Linked DNA regions of Mus musculus: region 2 is linked to region 1. Evidence: chromatin contacts called from public HiChIP or PLAC-seq data. All regions are on one chromosome and are shown on one strand. The core of a region is the stretch at or near the end of the contact, and the rest is flanking DNA. Distances in the headings are between cores, read along the strand shown.

Region 1 (5,525 bases), core at 1,265-3,764:
TGTTTGTACTGTATCATGTTGGTGCCGGTAGAGGCCCGAAGAAATCACTGAATTGCCTGCAGTCGGAGTTCCATCAGATGGTCGATGAGTGGCCACGTGGCTGCTGGGAACTGAACCTGGGTTCTCCGAAAGAGCAGTGAGTGCTCATAACTGTGGGCCCACCTCTCCAGCCCCCAAGAAAACAATTCTTAAACTGGACTTTACCTCACCCCACTGGCTGGTGAACATTTGTGAAGGGCACAATGTTCAGATGGTCCTGGCCTGGAAAGCAAGTGTCCCCTCTGAAGAGTGAGCACGTGATGTCCAGGGATCCAGCATCACTTAGGCACCTGTTTGTGCTAGGGGCATTGATTCATTTAATCCACCCAGTCGCTGCCAGGAGGAGGTGTCCTATCTACTGGCCTACCGGTAGTTAGTTCCTCTAGGCTCCTCTTCCCAGGGCCCGAGCAATGGTTTAAGTCACCTCCTGCTGCCTTTACCAGGTGTGGCATATAAAAGACCAGCCACCTCAGTTCTCTCTCTCTGTCTGTTCCCATGTGTTCCCTCAGTCTTTCTCTCCCTTTCTGCCCTTCTGTGTCCCCATTCTCTTCCTTCAAGGCTCTGCTCCCTTTCAGCTCCCTATTATCCAGGCCCTCATTTGTTACATGGCATAATTTCCCAGAGGGCACCTTGGCATGGACCCGCCAGGTACCTCCCCACTCTGTATTATATTTCATAACACTATCCATTATCTATCTAGCCATCCACTAATATTTATGCAAATGATCCATCTGTTTAAGAAAAATCTATAGAAACAAAAATAGACATATTGACAGCTTTTACATTTTTATTATTATTGTTATTATTATTTTCAAGACAGAGTTTCTCTTTCTAACAGAGTCCTGGCTGTCCTGAACTCACTTTGTACACCAGGCTGGCCTTGAGCTCACAGAAATCTGTCTGCCTCTGCCTCCCGAGTGCTGGGATTAAAGTCGTGCTCCACCACGCCCGGCGCTTGACAGGTTTTTAAAGTTTAGTTTTGGTTTTGATTTTTTTGAGGTCATATAAAGAAACATTATTAGTTGCCTCTTCACTTTTTACATTCACACAAAGCTGTTAAGAGGGAGGAAAGCTGGGCTCTGTGTTCTTTGGGTCACTCCAGATGCCTGAGTGTTACTGCATGTGCACCCCCTCCCCAGTCTGCCGATTGAGGCAGTAGGGGAGTGCTGGGGTGATCCAGTAATGGGAGCCTGGATGTGCTGAGTCTTGTGTGTGAAGAGGATCAGAGCAGGCTGTGCCTTGGCTTGGAAACCAGGTGATGCGACTTGTTCAGAAGTGCTGGTGCCAGGACTTGCAGCTAGCTCAGCTCTTCTTTGTCAGTACTAACCAGGCCTGGGCCCCCTTCTAGGCTCTAAGCCTCAGTTTCCCATTTTGGAAATGGATTATCTGGATGCTCAAATCTGAGACTGTTCTAATCTGAGTGTGGAAGAAAGGATTTTCTTTGCTTGGAGACTGTGCCTTGTTTGCCCTACCCAGTATGAACTGGACACACACATAAACACACAAACTCATATGACCACCTACCCCATACTCTGTACACAGCACACACACACCACACACATACCACGCACACACATACATACACCATATATACCACACCACATACACATACACGACATACATTATACACACATACACACACCATACACTGCACACACATACACCATATACACATACCACACACATGCTATGCATCAAACCCCTATACCACATCATACCACAAGTATACCACAAATACACATATATACACATGCACCACACACACCATATATACCACACACACACCACACCATATATATACACACATACACCACACTATACCCACACACACACCACAAACACACCACACACATATACATTCATATCACACACACAAATACATCACACCATACACACACACACATACATACACCCCCACACAAATACACTCCCCCACTCTACAAATTCACCACATACACACACACACACAGGCACACGCACAGACACATATACACCCCACAAATACACCACAAACACACACACACACACACACACACACACACACACATGTCCAGATGCTGGGGATATGGTGGTGAGTGACAGACACGGTTCTTTTATCTCTTCTTGTGGATCTGGCAGAGGTCAGGAAAGAAGAGACTGAACAAGAAACCAAATTGTTTACTGCTTCAGCAAGGTTAGAACAGACCCCTGAAAGACCACAAGGAGCCCCCAGGCAAAGGGCGGGGGAGAGTTCCAGCACGTAGGAGGCCACAGGCAGACATGACCGGTATGTGTGAGGGACAGACAGCAGGAGACAAAGAGGTGAGAGATGATGGCAGTGGTATTTCTCACGTCTTGGCCTGTGTATGGAGTCCTTTTTGGAGACAAGAGACTGGACTAGGTAACCCTCTTTCCTTATGCAGAAAGCATGCTCGTGCATGTGCGCGTGCGTGTGCGTGCGCGCGCACACACACACACAAACACCCCGGCATGGAGAGCTTTGGTTTTAGTCAGGCAGCAGCCTCTGCTCTTCGGCTGGAGCACAGGCAGACCACTCAAGCTAAGGAAAGCTCTGTTCTCCCTCCACCCCCACTGGTGGGGGACATAAGGGTCTCGCCCGAGAAAGGAAGCCCCGCTTCCTGGTTTATGCTGGGATGGGAAAGACTTAGCCAAGAACAATGGCATTTTTGCAAAACACCACTTTGTTCTGGTGAGACCAGGAGGGGGTTTCCTTCGGGACCTAGCCTGGTCCCACTGCCCCTGACCTGCCAACCACAACAGCCACATGACTGTTCTCTGGTGCAACCTTTCATCTGAAGTTAGTTGCTCACAAGCCCTGGCTGGCTTAACCCTTCAGACTCCGCTGTGCCTGGAGGACAGGAGCTATGAGGTCACACAGCTCTTCCTGGCAGATGATGACTTCAAGAGACAAGGCTCACGGAACGGGAGCCAAGCACACTTGACACTGCTGGGTCTTCTACTCCAAAAGAACCTTCTGGAAACAAGGGCTCAGTCCTGCCAGGAAGTGTCTCAGATCCAAAATAGTCTGTATAGCACCCGAATTAGATCTATTCCTGTGGCCTGTGATGGGGAGAGGAGTGTTTCTCAAGGCCATTCAGAGATTAGCTTGGGAGCAAAGCTGGGACCCAGGGCTTTGGCTCTCGGGCAATGTTCTTTTCATGAATGGTTCTGCTCTAAAGGAACTTAAGATTTGAGGAGCAAAGGCAAGCATACATTGGAGGGTTTGAGATATCTGGAATGGCCCAGCATGTATGGAGGAGGACGGAAGGGTCTGCAGCTCTGCCAGTGGAGCTAACTTCTTGATTTCTTAAGCAGGGAGAGGTAGTTTCCAAAATCACTCCCATGCTTTCCAGGCATGTATGGCTGTTCCCCAGTGAATCGCTTAGTCTATTCTGAAGCAGCTGTTAATGGGAAGCAAGAGTCCATGCCATTGTGGGGAGCCAGGACAACAAGTAGAACTTGACATTTGCCTACCCACTGTTTTCTATTCTGCAGAGAATTAGGCAGAGACAAACAGCAGGTTTCTCAAATAGCTGGTAGGTGATGGCCATAGGATGCTAATGTTGATCGTAGTTATGGCAACACAGTATTGGCTTTGGCTGGGGGCAGTAGCTTATGGTGATGATGGTGGTGGCTAGTGTCACAGTGGTGATGATGAAAGCAGTAGGCACAATGATGTCAGTGCTGGTCACAGTGTAAGGACAATGGTGGGCTGGTGGATAACTGTCACATTTGGGCGCTAAGATGACAGTGCTGGGATGGGGGGTTTGGGGGTAAAGAAAGTGATGATGTTGACTCAAATGATCTTAGGGACACTCTGCCTTCATAGACACGGTGGTGGCAGAGCTGGTGGCAATGTTTTGGATGGTGTTGGTTGTCTTTGTGACTTCCCTGGCTGGGGTATATGCCCCAAATGTTCGTGTATTGAGGGCTAAATTGTGAAAAAATATCAGTAGTATTTGGAGCTGAGACCTATGGGAGGCTAGTAGGAATGAATAATGTTGGGAGAGCAGAGTCTCAGAGTGCCACTGCAGGTTAATAAGAAGAGAACGTGGTCTGCAGGCATAGGAATGCACAGCTGTGCTCCTGGCCATTAGAGTGTGGAGGCAAAGAGGGATACACGGTGATAGGGGTGTGGGTTAGGATGTGGAGGATACAGGGGGATCATGAATTCATGTCTAACTTTGGCTACATGGTATGTTTGAGAGCAGCCTGGGTTGCATGAAGATGGTCTCTGCCCCAGCCCATGCTAACACGAGTCTTGCTGTGCCATGATACGGTAAGAAGGCTCTCCCCAGATGACCTGTAGTCAGCAAGCAGTACCTTGGACAAAGCCTCCAGAACTGGACCCTAATAAACCTGTATTTCCAAAATTACCCCATCCCATATGTTTTATCACAGCAACAGAAAAGGATGTCAGCCGGGCGGTGGTGGTGCATGCCTTTAATCCCAGCACTTGGGAGGCAGAGGCAGGCAGATTTCTGAGTTTGAGGCCAGCCTGGTCTACAGAGTGAGTTCCAGGACAGCCAGGGCTATACAGAGAAACCCTGCCTCGAAAAACAAACAAACAACAAAACAAAACAAAACAAACAAAACAAAGAACAACAACAACCAAAAAAAAAAAAAAAAAAAAAAACCAAACAAAAAAAAAAAAAAAAAAGAAAGAAAGAAAGAAAAAGAAAAGGACATCAATGAGCGTGATCGTGGTGGTGGTGTCTGTGCCAAGGGTGAGCTTGCTGTGGTGGGGTGGGTGGCCATTGTAGTAGTGGGGGTGACAGAGAGCCTGGAGACAGAGATGGGGACCCCAGCATGGTGGCAAATACTCAGAGACTGGTAGTGACCACAGCTCCCCTGTTGAGCTGGTGGTACACAGAACATGGGGACATCTTATCACCTTCCTGGCTGCCCACTTGCTGCATCCTGGCAACATTCCATCTCTGTGCATTAGAGACGTCTGCTTTCTGGGGGCTGGGTGTGGGCCCGTTGAGGAGAAACAGAGCTGATCCTGGGAATGTGGACAGAGAAGGCAGCTCACACGGGAGGGGAGAGTACTGCACGGGAGAGATCGGCAGCGAAGAGGCATGTGAGGCATGCCAGTGATGGGGCCCTGCACTGGGGTGGCAGAGAGCCTGCTGTCTGGTGGTGTGCAGGGGCTCACGTAGCTGATGGCGCTGCTGTACTTCCTGCTGACTCAGCAGAGCAGGCTGGGACCAATTCTCCCAGACTAATGTGTCTTCTCTCTGGGATTAACTCACACAGCTCTGGCTGGGAAAGGGGGGAGGGTAGCAGCCTCTCCCATCACCCCAGGCTTAGTGATTTTTTTTTTTTTTCAGAAGGTCTGTATAGACCATGGAGCCCAGAAGAGCCAGCCAGTGGTTGGGTCTACATGTCTTGTGTGTCCTCAACTTTATTCTCAGTGGGGCACCCCCATTTGGCTGGCAGGTAGCCAGGATCCCCAAGCATCAGTGGATAGAGCTACCCCATCC
Region 2 (5,525 bases), core at 1,585-4,084, 100 kb before region 1:
TCCCAAGTACTTGGGACTAAAGGCATATGCCATCGCAATTGATTAAAAAATACTTTTTTGAAACTGGCTAATGGAGCTTACTTGAACTGTGTGCAAATGGTAGATCTGTGCAGAGTAAGTCAGCTAAGACTGAAGAGAAGCTGCCTGCATGAACTTAAGGGCGAGCACTGAGCCTCTCTCTCTTCCTCCAGCTCAGGTCTTTAGCTTTCCTCACAGAAGCAGCGAAGTGATAAGGTGCTCCCAACCTCTCCCACCCACATGCAGGGAAGCTGCTGGCCTGGGTTGTCAGCAGTGAGCCAAAGCTCACTCTCCCGCTCCTTCCTCTCTGTTGCCGAGTCCTCTGCCGGGCAGCACGGGCACCAGCTTCCTATACTGTAACAGCGGTCCCACCCAGGCTCAGGGACAGCAGAGGCTGAGCAGTGGGCTTCCTATCAGAATCAGGAATACTGTCTGAGCCTGGCTTTCCAGTCCTGCTGCTCTGAGACTCCTTCTGTAAGGTTCACATGAGGCTCCAAGCTCACACTGGCTCAGGGAAGACAGAGCAGCCCCAGAGAATCCAGAGAATTCTCTATGGGGGAAAAGTTCTAGGGCCACCTGTTCCATCCAGCTACTGCCCTCAGTGTCCATCTGGGAGAAAGGTGTCCTGCAGGGACAGAATGCCTGCTGACTACTCCCCTCATAGGATCCCAGCGGTAGCTGCCTGTCCTACCCCTTGTGCCAATCACAAGCCCAAATGTTATCCCTGACGCTGCCACTGTGCCCAACCCAAACGTCCCAGGTCTGCTGAATGTGCCTTCCCACCAGTCTCCTGTGCTGTGTGGCATCTGTCCTAGGTCCCTCCTGTGTTCTGTGTTCTGTTGCAGTCTTTCACCCCCAAAGCAATGCCTTTACATGGGTAATGAACTAGCACAGTCCTCCACTCTTCCTTGTAGGGAACATCTGAAGCAAACTGACCTAGACCAGTTAGAGGCGACAGTCTGGGTTCAACAGGCCTCCTGGGAAGGGCTGGAGCCACACATGGCTCGCACTTGCTTTTCAGAGAATCCTTTTACAGTGTAGAACCACTGGGCTGGAGCTGTGATGCAACCTGACATCTCTTGCAGATTCTGTTCCCAGCACCCAATGGCAGCTCACAGCCACCTGCAATCCCAAGTCTAGGGACCTCATGCTCTTTTTGAGCCTCCATGAGCACGTGGTGCCGACATGTATGCAGGCAAAACGCCCTCCAAATGTAAAATAACAAAACAAAAATAAAACGTGAAACCATTTCTTCCTGGGTTCATGCTGATGAGATAGGGAAAGAGCTAATCAGTTGAAAGATCTGTTGTGGAGTTGGCCTGTCACGAGGGCTGACATCTTAGAGATGCTCTGTTAGTGCAGAGGGTACTCGGGCTTCCTTGACCACACTCATGGGAAGTGCGTTGGCTCTGTGCAGCTGAGGTCCCTGGGCTGGGACAGCTTGCAAAAAAGAGCTACTCCACACTACCTGTTCCCTTAGTGAGGCGGGGGACCTGCACATGCCCAAGAGCTTCTTGGAAATCCTAAGACCCAGGCAACTGTGTGTGCGATGCCTGCTCTCTACAGAGGAAGTGAGCACTTCCTCTCTGTGGTGGCAGGGTGGTGTCTGTAAAGGGATGTGAGGCAGAACACGTAGCCTGCTCACAGAATAAGGCGTTATTGATGCCATTTGTGCTCCCCAGGAGAGAAGCCACCTTTCAGAGAGAAGCAAGAGGGAGGGGATCTAAGGTGTGACCTAAGGTGTGACCACTTAGCACACCAGGACCTCTGCTCAAGCCTCAGAGCAGCAAAAACAATCAAAATTAAAAACAAAAACCAAAAACCCTAAACCACAGGGGAGCACTGAGATAGGGTTCCCGGCTTACATTGCCAGGGGCTATGTAAGCTATATGGGGCAAGAAGAACCTGAGGGAACTAGGGCTTGACTCAGAAACCCTAAGGTTCTGTGGCCCCCGAGAGCAGAAGCCCTGGGCTCTTGGGTTTTTGATAAGTGGCTCCCCCACCTCAGGAAGGGTGAGTGACCCAGAGCCATGTGAGGAAACATTCATAGGAAGGCTAAGTCTGAAGCCACATACAGCCTCTGTCACTTGCTTTTCTTTCAACCCTTTCAACATGTGAAAGGCTTACAGGCCACATGGGGTGCTGGCTAGCCTGGCCACCCTGCTGAACTGACCCAGGATTTGAGACTGCGGCAGAGCTGTGTTTGGGGACCTCTGGCTCCTCCCAGTACCTATCCTTGGATATTCTGCTTCCGGGCCTGAATCTTCTCTCCCATCCCAGAGTGATCCCCTCAGCTCTTCCCCCATGTTCTGTGGGGATATGGCCCTTCTTATAGGCCCACCATCTTCCCTCTCTCTTACAAGGAGGAAAGGGTCAAATTGTCCAGCTGTCTCTCAGTCTGGTCTTGACCCGTACTCCCAGCCTCTCATCTTTGCTAGGCCCCTGAACCTCTTTCCCTCAGCTCAGCCCAGAGCTCAGATGTCTCTATAACAGTGCAACCACACCTGAGAGTCAGCTATGAACCCAGGGCCAGATGTTGCAGGTGGGGCTGGACAGTCCCACCCGCTGCATCTCCAGAGCCCCCTCTGAAACCTAAAGGAAGAGGCTCAGGTTAAAGCTGAGAGCAGCAGCAGCAGTGAAGGATGCTTCAGAGTCTAGAATTGGTCTTCTTCCTCACCAAGGACAGGCCTCTCTGCCCTGGCTAGTGGGTCCCTTCCCTGCTCTACAGCCTGGAGGGGCTTCTCACACAGACACAGAGAGAGCTTCACCTCACTGTGGCAGCCCAGCAGCCAGGGCCACCTCAGCCCTCAGGATGAAGAGTTTCTTCAGCAGCACTCTGACTCATATCCTCTGGGCAGACAGTAACACCCACATCTCAGACTGCTCTTTCCTTCTATTTGATCACCTTTCAGGGAATGCAGTTCCCCTCTGGGAAGTTCCCCTGGCCAGCACCCCTCCTCCATCAAAGTATGTCTACAGTGCCTGCGGTCACACTGGCTGCTGGCATCCTACTACTGAATACAGGACAGCCCATCACAATAAATACCAAAGGGCTGTCCAGTGCAAAGTACCCGTGGTGCTAAGGTTGAAAAACATCATTAGGGCCAACTGCCACCTCTGCCCTACTGTGCCCGTCCATGTTTCTATTGCGGTCTTTGAACAGCTGACTAGAAGACACTATGATCAAGAGCAGACTTCAACATGGTCTGATTTGAGTGTCACTGCTGCTGGGTGCAGGGAACAAGGGGGGGCTTGCAATGACGGGCTGTGACGGCGTGAGGAATTGCGTAACTATTGTGTGGGAAGTTCTTGAGATAGATCTGTACATGACCGGACTTGACTCAGCTCTGAGCTCAGCACAGTGGGAGTGGGCCAGCAGTGCAACAAGTGTGAGCAAGGGTCCAGGGACAGAAGTAGGGGAAGAAAGAAAGGAGAGGGAGAGGGAAGGAGAGGGAGAGGCAGGGAGAGGGAAGGACACGAGGGAGAGGGAGGGGAAGGGGGACAGTAAGAGGGAGAGAGAGGGGAAGAAGAGAAAGAGAAAGAGAAAATCCACCCCCATTGCTCAGTGCCTGTCTCCCAAAGGTTGAGCACAGAGCATACAACAGAACCAGACCCCCTGGATTTAAACTCCAGCTCTGCTCTGTGCTAGCTGTGTGTCCTTGGTGTAGTTTCATCACATCTCTGTGCTTCTTTCTTACAAAATGGAGGTTATGGGGCCTACTTAGCGAGGTTATCATGAGAACAACTGAAGGACCACCTTTAAGGCACTTAGAATACCTAGAGGAGAAAAAGAAAGCTGTAAGGGTTTGTGTGGTGGACAGCACTATGGCTGTTGGCATCCCCAGAGAGATAAGAGGCTGGTCTCGAGCTTAGAGTAGCTCAGCCCCAGAGGTGCTGGGCTAGGGGTGGGAGGCAGGTTCTCAACTGAGGTTATTTCTGTCACTGGCCAGGCCAGGTCACTTAGGGCAAGGCCTCACTTCCTCTGCACACCAGGATCCTCCCTTGTCAAATAAGAAGGGCTGAGCTAACATCAGGCTCCTCCCAGCAGCCTCTGGGTTCCAGAAATGCCTTTCTCCAGGGTGCTTGGTCCTACCCCTCATCAAGTGTAGGTCAGCCCAGGGTGGTATTTGGGTGTCACTGTCACTTGCTGCCTCCCAGTGGCCAGGCTCCCCTATTCCTCCCCTCCCACCCCAGCTCAGCCCTTCACTTGCCAGCCAACCTTGCTTTCCTCAGCCACGAAAGAAAGACAGTCTAGTCTGTGTGCCAGGTTTACAAGGTGCAGGGAGAGGAGGTAATTTGAGGGCAGGTGCAATATAAACATTTAAGATAATATCATGATTAATTACCGCTTCCGGCAGAAGCCTTTCAGGCCTGTTTTATGGCAAAGAACAAATTCCCAGTGAATGTCTTCTCACTGTGGGCAAAGCTGCTTTGAGAGATGGGCCACCTAGCCTCACTCCCTCAGAGAAGTACTCAGAACAGACAAAAGTACCCAGTGTGGATAGACAGAGTCCACATCAGAGAGCCCCTTCCATGACACTTTTTGCCTAGGCATCTGACCTCCTTGCTGCGGGATCACTCTCCCCCTCCAGGTATGAATGGGCTGCCAAATCCTCATGTCTTTCTGCTGCTGCCCTCCCCTAACCCTCTGCTCTTTTCAAATCGGTTCGACCGGCTGGGGAACACAAATATTTGTAAGAGAACTGCATCTGTACTGACCACGGACAAACTGTTTTGTCTTTAATCCCTAAACAATGCAGCAAGTCCAGCAACTTCTGACCACAGGGCTTCCCTGGTCTCTGATGCAGGTGATGTGGGAAGACACAGTGTGAGGAGGGCTGTGCACGGGCTCGGGCAGCGCTGTGCTACATTCCCTGTGAGGTCTTGACTGTCCAGATTTCAGTACACATGGGGGATGTGAGGGTCCTGAACCGACCCATCACAGATTCCCACCCACTCTCCTCCTAGAAGTCTCCCCCACCATCCCCTCTAGATGGGGTGACCTTAGGAGACTGTGTTGAGTTCGCAGCCCTATCTCCTTGCTGCAGAGGGCGGGGTCTGACAGGCGGGATGCTGGGTAAGTAAGTGCTTGTTGGTTGCCAATGCTGGCAGAATTGAATGGCGCCTTCCTTGGGCAATGGGTCCACTCTGCACTATACTAGCTGGGTCGCATGTCCATGTCCTACCCTTGCTACTTTCATCCTCTCCTCATGATAAATGGAAAAACCCAGCCAGGCTTGTGAGAAGTGTCTGCAAAGCGCAGAAATGGACAGACTAACACCGCTGCGTTTGGCTCAGGAATGTCACTCCATCACGGTCATTCTCAAGTCTGGCTCCTGTCCTTTTGGACAGGTCTCTTATGAGTATTGAGAGAATGGCTGCTCTCATACATGCAACTCACTCGTTTACCTGTCCTCAGACACAGCGAGCAGCAGGTCTGGCCACCTTCACCCCAGCACTGGCCTCCCACCGTTTCTTACTAGCTAGGAAGTCTCCACATCAGACAA

What was found. HiChIP or PLAC-seq counts read pairs in DNA pulled down with a chosen protein or histone mark.
Region 2: a contact with region 1 is called in an H3K27ac HiChIP or PLAC-seq map of trophoblast stem cells, with 19 read pairs. The contact joins two enhancer-like sites. A contact is called at or near these places in 5 of 39 promoter capture datasets (the 3T3-L1 cell line, embryonic stem cells, fetal liver and 1 more), 1 of 15 datasets of contacts at CTCF or cohesin (the NIH/3T3 cell line), 16 of 484 Hi-C or Micro-C datasets (the 3T3-L1 cell line, CD8 T cells, the G1E-ER4 cell line and 9 more), 20 of 115 datasets of contacts at active chromatin or transcription factors (the HPC-7 cell line, bone marrow-derived dendritic cells, bone marrow-derived macrophages and 14 more) and 1 of 9 other capture datasets (embryonic stem cells).

The regions. Positions count from the first base shown.
Region 1 is chr4:119,019,275-119,024,799 of GRCm38.p6, reverse strand. No RefSeq gene overlaps it. Among named protein-coding and RNA genes, the nearest start is that of Gm12865, 24 kb to the right of the region's middle. RefSeq lists an enhancer at 4,724-5,525. Within about 2 kb of position 2,514, at least 25 of the 459 cell types and tissues checked have an H3K27ac peak or open chromatin away from gene starts, as enhancers often do. A contact at or near this core is called in trophoblast stem cells, where this site is marked.
Region 2 is chr4:119,123,485-119,129,009 of GRCm38.p6, reverse strand. The region is part of intron 2 of Slc2a1 (solute carrier family 2 (facilitated glucose transporter), member 1); the gene reads right to left. Among named protein-coding and RNA genes, the nearest start is that of Gm12867, 5.9 kb to the left of the region's middle. Within about 2 kb of position 2,834, at least 233 of the 459 cell types and tissues checked have an H3K27ac peak or open chromatin away from gene starts, as enhancers often do. A contact at or near this core is called in trophoblast stem cells, where this site is marked.